Regions from separate parts of the Mus musculus genome. Here region 2 is linked to region 1. Evidence: chromatin contacts called from public promoter capture Hi-C data. All regions are on one chromosome and are shown on one strand. The core of a region is the stretch at or near the end of the contact, and the rest is flanking DNA. Distances in the headings are between cores, read along the strand shown. Region 1 holds the start of Map3k20 (mitogen-activated protein kinase kinase kinase 20). Region 2 overlaps Ola1 (Obg-like ATPase 1).

The links. Promoter capture Hi-C pulls out the DNA fragments that hold promoters and counts their contacts.
Region 2: a promoter capture Hi-C map of pre-B cells shows a contact between it and region 1, with 4 times the contacts expected there. The contact joins the enhancer-like site here to the promoter of Map3k20 in region 1. A contact is called at or near these places in 5 of 39 promoter capture datasets (embryonic stem cells, hippocampal neurons, liver and 2 more), 8 of 115 datasets of contacts at active chromatin or transcription factors (bone marrow-derived macrophages, embryonic basal ganglia, embryonic forebrain and 5 more) and 1 of 9 other capture datasets (embryonic stem cells).

What each region holds. Positions count from the first base shown.
Region 1 is chr2:72,281,831-72,287,079 of GRCm38.p6, forward strand. Map3k20 (mitogen-activated protein kinase kinase kinase 20) reads left to right here and starts at 3,807. Exons shown (of 20, transcript NM_023057.5): 1 at 3,807-4,025.
Region 2 is chr2:73,144,869-73,149,714 of GRCm38.p6, forward strand. All of the region lies in intron 5 of Ola1 (Obg-like ATPase 1), which reads right to left. Among named protein-coding and RNA genes, the nearest start is that of Ola1, 67 kb to the right of the region's middle. Within about 2 kb of position 1,428, at least 20 of the 459 cell types and tissues checked have an H3K27ac peak or open chromatin away from gene starts, as enhancers often do. A contact at or near this core is called in bone marrow-derived macrophages, pre-B cells and pro-B cells, where this site is marked.

The DNA.
Region 1 (5,249 bases), core at 2,557-5,056:
GTTCCTCCATCACTGTGAATGTTACCCGGGTCTTCATTTGAGCTGCTACGATGCCGAGTGGGCAGATGACTGAGGGGGATCCAGCAGTACACCCTGGGAAACCACATCAGCACCGGTGTTTCAACCCTCGTGGCTCAACTTCCCGCTCCTAGAGCGACTCATTACGCTGTGTCGCCAGTAGCTCAAATCTCTGTCTGATTTATAAAACCATGCTGAGAACTCTGTCGAAGGTCTAGATGAAAAAGAGCTACACCACCCTTCCCGATTCCTGCGGGAAACCACAAGAAGTCATATCTTTTATGAGATTATCAGTTTCTTACCGTCACTTCTACCTTGAAGTAAGGCAAGAGGAGCCCGGATGTGGCGTGATGCTGGAGGGCTGTGGCGTGATGCTGGAGGGCTGTGGCAAACTCAGTTTTAGATCTTGTCTTTGAAGGGCAGGCGTGGGCCTCTATCATCCCACGTGACCACTAGGTTGTCTAGTCCCCCAAAGTGGGCATCTCCTTAAGGATACAGATGGGACTACATTCCACGTGTTCTAATGTCTAGCAAAGGACTTTCTTCGCCTACTCATTCCAGCTGTGACATTGTCCCCAGACAGTATCAGCTATGAGCTCCCTCCACTTAGAGAGCACCCTTAGACTCTATAGTAGCAATCACGACCCTCTCGGGGGCTTGACTTCGATTACTTTTATGTATAGTTTCATGGCTGTAGAATTTTCCAGAGAGTACATGTGTGTGGTGTTGTAATATATTAGTCACAGAGGCAGAATGAGAATCCACGCCTTCTTATTCAAACCAGACATTCAGGAGGTTTTCCAAAAGAGAAAGAGAGAGGGGAGGTACTTTTCTGATTTTTAAAAAGGTTTGGACAATGGTTTTTGTTGTTGTTGTTGTTTTGTTTTTCCAATTTGTTTTTGGGTTTTGAGACAAGGTCCCACTCTGTAGCCTAGGCTGGCTGCACCTCACAGAAGCTGTCTTGCCTTAGCATCTGAGATATTGAGGTTACAGTGGTGAACCACTACACCTGACTGGGTTTCATCACAATCCATTATATAGGACTGAAAGATGGTGCCATAGATAAAAGTGCTTGCTACCAACCCTGTGGTGGAAGGGCAGAGCATCTCCAGTGAGCTGTCTTCTGACAGTGATGTAGGCTTCAGTTCCGATTTTAAGGAAATGACTATACTTACCACAGAGGACGTTTGGTTGCGCACCTTAGTTTCCTAGGAACTCAGAGCTATACAGCACTGGCCTCTGTAGACGAGTTGGGTAAATTCTTAGCTGTGATGCTGTGGTCCAGACTTCGAAGATTCCCCATCTGAGATACAGAACTAAGATGACTGGAAAGAGTGCCCCAGGTACCAGCCTGTGGGGCAGATGTTATCACTTTAGAGGAGAAAGGACTCCTTTCTTCCTTTCAAGTGACCTGCTAGTTCTTCTACTGTTAGCTGGTGGCATTTCCAGGATTTCCATTAAAGAAAAGTTTAGGGGAGACAAGCCCGTTGAATAAGGGGTTACATTGTTGTTAAGTTGTATTTAAACATCACTTTGAAAAGTTTTTTTTTTTAAACTTAGAATGCATGCTTACATTGGAGGGTGTTCTTGGCTATAAGAGGGTGCTAAGGACTTCTAAGCCACCCCACTGCTGAGAGTACATCTATTTTTAGTGTGGAAGTCTTTGAAGTAAAGGTTTGATAGTTTCGACAAGGACTCTTTGTTAGTGCTGTTTACACTCGCAAATCTATACTCTGTCCAACTTGGATTAACTAAAAAAACAAACTTGCAAAAAGATTTTTTCCCCCCTAAGTTTGAAAAAGTTGAGCATTAGGAGTAAACACAATATAGACTATATTAGCTCTGATGTCTAAAAACATCAATATATTCACAAGTAGACAAGCAGTTTATTTAAAAAAAAAAAACCAAAAAACTCAAATCTTGAAGCAGTGAGACTAGAGAGGTGGCCCAGTGGTTAAGAGCACTTGCTGCTCTTGCAAGGGACCCTGGTTCAATTCCTACCACCCACATGGTGGCTCCCACACACATATAACTGCAGTTCCAATGGCTCTCACCTCTCTTTTGACCTCCATAGGCACCAGGCGTGCATATGGTGCACATACATACACACAGGGGAAACACACACACACATTAAAAATAAGTCTTAAGAAGTCGAGGCAAGCCTACGTTTAGCACAGAGTCACAGCCGTGGCCCCCACAATAGAGTATAAGGTATCGCAGTGAGGACCTTGCAACATAATGGGAAGGCAGGAGGCCTTCTGTGAGGTGCTCCTTCAAATAAGTTTTTGAAAGTACTTTGTAGAGTTTATTGCTCCTGTTGCCTACTCTCTGAGCCTAATTATAGAAGGAAAATAGAATGAAGGAAGGAGAGATAGTATAAGCTAAAAATATCAGAAGCTGCAGGCTTCCAGTACAAAGCAAGGTATGGATGGCTGGTGACTGGCAAGCTGGAACCAGTGGCTAACACCTGATTTTGGTGAGCAGGAAACTGAGGACTGCCTGTTAAGTGTCCCATGTGACAACTGAGAGGAGCAACAGCAAAGTCAGGCTCTCTGATTCCTCAGCCAGAGTCAGGACACAATCGGATGTCTTTAAAGCTAAGGTGACTGCAGTCTCATGTTCATTTCGCGCTCAAGAGCCCAGCACCCTTTTTTTTTTTTTTTTTTTTGAGTAGATAGACAGCTTTTTTTTTTTTTTAAACAATTGTTTGATCACCTACAAAAGAATTTTTTTTAGCTGGATAGTTTTCATCAACCTTCTCAGTTACCAAAATGCAATTTATTAATCCAAAATCCTCAGTCTTTGTAATCACAGACCAGAAAGTGGTTTCTTTTTTCATTAGTGTATATTTACCCATCCTTTCCCATTCATATATTAAATATATATGAACGGTTTTCAAAATTTCTATTTCTCTTTGGGCTTCTTTTCTGATTTCCGTTTCTTGTTTCATCTCTGCCTGTTTTTCCTCTCCTGACTTCAAAACTCAGCAGGAAGCCAGTTTCCTCTCCACAGATTTCTATTTCTGTCAATGACACCATCGTTCTTCCAGTCACCCAGGTCTCAAATCTTGGCATCACCGCTTTCTTCTTTCCCAACCGAATGGGTCACAAATTTCTGTGGCCTCTTTCTGAAACATGTCTCTCAATTCCAATTTTCTTTTTAAAAACGATCCCAAACTGTACCCTCTAACTCTAGCCTTCACGATTCTATCTGTTACCTGGTAGTGACAATATCTACCACTTATCTTGTTTCCATCCCTAAGCAACTCTCTAAACCACTACTAAAATGGATGGGGAGGAAAGAGAATATGGCTTAACATCTTCAGGCTGGTAAGCCTCCTGCTCCAAATATAAAGCCATGCACTAAAATACGAATATCCATTTTGCACGATTTCAACTTTCCTTAACTCTCCACGTGTGTACACGTGAAATTCTAATTCAGAAACTGTGTTCCCTACTTTTGCAACCTCTCCTCTTTTTCCACTCCATCTACATCCTCCCCGATCAATTTCTTTTCTTCCCAAAGCCAGGTGACACGTTTTGTTCACACTTGTCATGGACTCTGTCTCCTCGATGGGAAATCGCGGGCACTTCATCTTAAAAGTCACCAACCAGAGCAGCAGGCCTTGACTCCTCCTCAAAATCTCCAAAGTACCTGTTGATGGTCCCACTGAGGCACCCGCGACCCTGACATTGCCTTCCCTGCTGTCCCCTTCCCAGCCAAGTGCATTCAGTCTCACGGGGGGTAAGGGGGGGGGGGCAGCAACCGGGCTCTCCGCGACCCCGAGCCCCGGCCTCCCTGCTGGGCACCGAGCCGGGCGTGCCCGGAGGCTGGCCGGCCGGCGGTTCCACGCTCGGAGGTAGGTGGTGCTGTTGCCGCGACGTCTTCCTCATTGGCGCCGCGCGGAGAGGCGGAATGTTCAACTCCTGACTCCGGCGGAAGCGTGGGAGCCGCGCGGGCCGCCGTCCCCGACCCCCGCCGCCGCTCGCGCCCGATCCGGGAGCCAGGTAAGGGCTGTGGGGGACGGGAGAGGCGGGAGGGAGCTCCGCTGGAGGACCGGCGGGACCGGGGCCTGCGGGGCCGGGGCAGCGCGGCTGCGGGAGGCCGGGGCTCGGCGGGCGGCTGTCCTTGGCTCGCCCCCGGTGCCCTGGAGACCCGTGGTCCCCGAGCCCGCAGACCCCGAGACCGCAGCCCCTGAGCCCTCAGTCCCTTGCCGCTGGGCCGAGGACGGCTTGGGCATGTCCGGGCCGGTCCAGCCGGGCACTCGGTGCCCGGAAGAGTCCGGCCTGGCACAGCTCGCGGCGATCCCGGGGAACCTGCGGCGGCTGCCCTTCCCGAGCACCCTCGCCTTCCGTGGGAGCACACGCGGGTGTCGCAGGCGCGGGGATCTACACCAGGGTGGGCACTGGGTGACCCGGGCCGCAGCCACGCCTCGCCCCGCGCGTGACAGATCTCGGGAAAAACTTTAATTCTAAACTGCCCAGATGACATTGGAACTGCCTGAAAAAAAACAACAATGGCACGTCATTGTTGGGTTGCTGAAAATGTATGTTTCTCATGCGCCTGGAGATCCTGCATAAGCACTGTTTATGGAGAACATAATTACTATTTTTGCTAGTTTCGTTAATAATGAAAGCACACCATTTGGTGGCCCGTTCCAGCGATTTCACAATAAGCAGCCTTCATTAATAATGCGTGTGAGAACCGTCTTCCAGAATGGATTGAGGACATCTGAGTTCGGATGGTTGTTAAAGTGAGTTCCTGTTTTACCCCTAAAGTGGTTGTAGCGAATCTTCTGGTCTTCTTGACTGTAGATGAAACCAACTGCCAGCATTTAGTGGATCCAAACCTACCAAAATATTTAACGATAAAAATAAACAAATGATTCAAGACCAGACTTCTTTGTCATCGGCCTGTCTCTACTCTGAAATTTCATTCTTTTTTTATCTTAAAAAAAAGTGACGGCTGCATTTTAATTATGGTTTTGATCATTTGTAGAGTCTTTGTTTTAGATTTCTGCTACAATAGTGAGAGATTTGGGAGATTGTAAATGAACATGAATTTAGCTTGTTTAGAAAGAGAGAATTAAGAGAGAAAAATGGTCTTTGGAGCACTGTTTATTTTAGTCTTTTACAATGTAATTTTGACAAAAATTTTGGGGGATTTTTTTTTAAACTGGAGAATGTGCAAGTCAGAAGTTTAAGTGGGAAACATTTTGTTGTCTTAGAAAG
Region 2 (4,846 bases), core at 178-2,677, 860 kb after region 1:
ATCTTTAATGCATTTTAGCCATTTGAGATTTTATATTTCTTTTTAAAGATTTCTATTCATGCGTGTCGGCTATGTCTGCCATATGTGTGCAGCTGCCTACAGAGGGCAGAAGAGGGCATTGGATCTCCGGGACCCAGCAGTTGTGAGCCTCCTGATGATTGAGCTGGGGCTGCATTCAAGTAGTCTGGGAGAGCAGCAAATAACCACTGAGCCATCTCTCTAGCCCCTGAGATGTTCTTACTTATGAGTACTTTGCCTGCATGTATGTCTGTGTGATATGTGTGTGTGGTGCCCATGGAGGTCAGAAGAGGACGTCAGACCCTTTGGAACTAGAGTTACAGATAGTTATGAGTCACCACAGTGGGTGCTAAGATCTGAACTCAGTCCTCTGTAAGAGCAGTAGTGCTCTTCACCACTGAGCCATCTCTCCTACTCAAGATCTCATACATTATAAAGAAATGCAGATTTTGGAACATGAACCTGGACTGCTTATGTAACCATCTAACATTACTAACTCAGAACCCCTAGATCTCTCAGACACTAAGGCACCAACCAGGCAGCATACAAAAGCTGGTCTGAGGCTCCTGCCACATATATAGCCAAGGACTGCCTGGTCTGGCCTCAGTAGAAGATGCACCTAACCCTTGAGAGACTTGAGGCCCCAGGGAGTCGGGAGACCTGGTGGGGTTGGGGGGACATCCTCTTGGAGATGGGGGCTGGAGGGGAGGAGGAATGGGATGAGGAACTGTGGGAGAGGGGACCAAGAGGGGCCAACACCTGGACTGTAAAAACATAAAAGTAATAAAAATATGAAAAATATATTCTCTGTATTATAAAGGATAAACCTGTCTGAATTTTATATTAGCTTGTAGTTTTATGGGCATACTAATCATAGATCTAACAATCTAATGCTTAAGTATGGAAACAAATCCTAGGTGTAGTGTTTATGATGGAAGGAAAAGGATTAAGGATTACCAGGAGAAGCAGGGATGGAGCTCAGAGGTAATGACTGGTTAGTGTACACAGGACCCTGGATTTGAGCTGGCACATTCACTAGGAAATAATGGAGAAGGTTGGGTTGAGGCAGTGCTCTTGCACTTGGATTTGGATACACTACCATGATATGTCTGAAAATCCAAGGGGAATCAGCCAGGAATTAAATATACTCATTTGGAGCTCAAAGGCTAGATCAAGGCTAGGGATACAAACTTAGAATTTACCTATATTTAGACAATTAATTCTAGTCATGGTTAGGGATTCTACCACATAGGGAAAGCTGTTATGATTTAAATGTGAAACATCTCCCACAGGTTCTCGTCTTTAAACACCTGGTTCCTAGCCCACCAGTGTTGCTATCTGAGACTGTGAACTATCAGAAGGTGGAGCCTCCCGGGGGGAAGTGGGTCATCAGGAGAAGGTCTTACAGTTTTATAGCCCAGATGTGCTTCCTGTCCTCTGTTTCCTTCCTGCTGCACAAAGCTGTAAGTAAGTAGCTGCCACTCCTGCCAGTGTGGCCTGGAGCTGGTCCTACTGCCACACTGCCCCCATTACCACAGAACTAAAATAAATTCTTAAAGTTGTTTCTTCTCAGGGTTTTGGCTAAAGCTTTAACAAAAGTAATCAGTACACAAAATTGCCTCATCATGTGATCTGTAAGTATTTGGAACCAGTTTACAGAAGAAATGAGGAAGAGTTCAGAGCTGCAGGCTAAAGCAGGGTTCCTAAGACTTCTCCCATTAATAACCTCGTTATACCTGAGCAAATTTTAATGGCCCTGTGTATAGAGGTATATGAAATATGCAAATGAACCAAGTATTTACTGATAATAAATTATACAGATTTTATTTTAAAACCATTTTTGAATGCATATATTACCATTTATTAGAAACTGGAGCAACTTGCATACTATGAGATGGGGGTTTACATAAAGAATTAAATGCCGGCTGAATCTTTGATACTGCCGCATGTACAGCACCTTCAGTGTTTCAGAGTTGACTGCCAATGCTGAGAAGACCCTTCACAAAAATACAAGTACAAGATGGCAGAAGTCACTTTAGGGCCATTTCTTTCTTTCTTTTTTTTTTTTTTTTCCCCCGAGACAGGGTTTCTCTGTGTAGCCCTGGCTGTTCTGGAACTCACTCTGTAAATCAGGCTGGCCTCAAACTCTGAAATCCGCCTGCCTCTGCCTCCCAAATGCTGGGATTAAAGGTGTGTGCCACCACCACCTGGCTGGGCCATTTCAAAAACTGTTAAAAATTCTGTCTTAATTCCAAGCCCAAACTCTTCATTTGATAAAAAACAAAAACAAACAAAAAACTACAAAAAACCCTTTCAGCCAGCAAGCTGAACAATCTAAAATCAAACAGGCGAATGCTGTCAGAAACACCTTGTATTCGTTACATGTTTAATCATGAATAAATTTTTGGCTGCCACACACTTAGAAACCTTTTTAATGTTGCCACGTTTTCCACAATTCTCTATGTTCAGTTATGAGGGTTGTGTTTAGTCAGGCATGGTGCGTGCCTTTATTCCCTGCACTAGGGAGGCAGAGGCTGATGGACCTTTTTGAGTTTGAGAGCAGCCCAGTCTACAGAGCAAGTTACAGAACAGCAAAGGCAAATAGAATCCCTAACTCAAAAACACAAAAGTCATCACCATCGTCATCCTCACAGTCACTCATCATCTGTGAGGTACATAATCCTACCGTAGACCTTAATGGGCCATTCTGGTGGGAGTCAGGCTGATAAATGTGGACCACAATGATTATGCTAATCAGACTGGACAAAGAAACCAAAGTCTATCGGAAACTAGACTTTACTGGTTAAAGGTCAGGTCTCTTAATATCTTCCTCCTAGCTCTTAAAAACTTGAGTTCGGCTGAATTCAAGTCATAGACAGTAAGCAACCGTGCAGGTTGTGGCAGTAGTGCAACCATGAAGACTGTAGCAATAGTGCAACCATGCAGGCTGTGGCAGTAGTGCAGCCATGCAGGCTGTGGCAGTAGTTTCTGCTCACGGCTTTTAGTCAGGGTTACGGAAAAGAAGGCAACAAATAGAAGAGACATATATATTAAAAACAAAAAACTAAACAAAAACAAAAACAAAGCCCTCCAGTTTCATGCCAGGCGAGGAAGAACATGGATATAAAGTTGCTGTGAAGTAGGGTGCAGAAGCATTTGTAAATGTTAAAGAAATTACTACCATTAAAGACTGTAAATAGGACTAACTTTCTCAGAAGTATTTAATGATCGTAAAGAAAAGGCAATTGTGTCATCAAGATGGTTTGAAGCCTTGAGAGCTGAATCCCACCTCCAGATGCACTTAGAGGTGGATGAGAGAACTGACTTCACAAAGGGGTCTCCTGACCTTCACATGCAACCCTGTAGCATGAACATCCTCACAAACACAGTGACAATGAGTAAAAAGTTAAAATATACATGTAATTGAACGGAGTATTTAGAAAGTTGTAGCACCAAACTTTTTATTTGACAATGAAAAATCTGAAAACTGCTGAAAAAAATCTAGTTTGATAGAGACAAGTATTATATAAAACTGAGAATTCTGTGCTAGGCATAGTGGCACACACCTTTAATCCCAGACAGAGGCAGGAAAATCTCTGAATTCCAGGCCAGCCTGGTCTACAGAGAACATTCCAAGACAGCCAGGGCTACACAGAGAAACCCTGTGTACGGGGACGGGGGTAAGGGTGTGGGAAGTTGGGGGATGGGAGGCATAAAACAAACAAAATCATTGAAAATTCCCAATTTCAAAAACCTGGAGACCTCCACAACCTCCATCTTTCTGAAGAATGACATAAGTCCACAAGTGAGAAACCCCACATGTGATCTCATGGGACTAGTGGCAGTCAGAATGAAGGAATTCTAATGAAGGACTGCATTAGACTGTCATTACACCACAAGCATATACGCATATACACTGTATAGGAAACATAAATGGGTCTGTGTTTAGAATTTGGATCCTATGCTCAAAATATAACAAAAGGCATGTGCAAATAATGAAGAATATGAAAAAACAATCCACATCAGAAACACTTCTGCTCCCAGTAATTTTAGATACAATGTAAGCAATCTATACAGGGAAGGAGGGAGGGAGGGACAGATGGGGGGAGGCAGGGACAGACAGAGGGAAGGAAGGGGTATTGCTGGACAAAACATAATTTTACAAATATACTAAAAGTCCATTGAAATGTATACTTTTAAAGTGCCAATATTCTAGTATATAGTTGAACTGTCTAAAAAATGGTTTAAAAGCAACAGAAAAAAAAAGTGTATGGCAGATAAGAAGAGTAAATCAGGTTTGGTTAGTGGAAAATAAAATTATTTCTGTCTGCAGATTTTTGGTCTTTGGAGTTGGGGGCAAGGTCATCTGGTAGAGGTAAAGAATGCATAGAATTACACAGTAATAAGCACAGTAACAGCTTTGGGGAGCATAGGGAAACAGCTACAACAGAGCAGAACAGAGAAGCTAGGTACTGCTGAGGGCCATGGAGATCATATGCACAGGAATGTCTTCTTAATAGTCTTTTCTGTGTTTGGCAGGTTATTGGAAAAGAAAAGGTGAATAGATAGACAGACAGACAGATTGATAGATATTGTGTGTGTGTGTGTATGTATGTATGTATGTGTGTATGTATAGTGTGTGTGTGTGTGTGTGTGTGTGTGTGTGTGTGTGTGAACATCTATGCGTGGAGGTCAGAGATCAATGATGGGTATGTTCCTTGATTGTTCTCCATCACCAAACACAGCTGTCATATTGGTGCTGGGGATCCAAACTCAAGTCCTCAAGTTGCCAGTAGGCATTTTACAAGCCAGGTTATTTTCCCAGCCA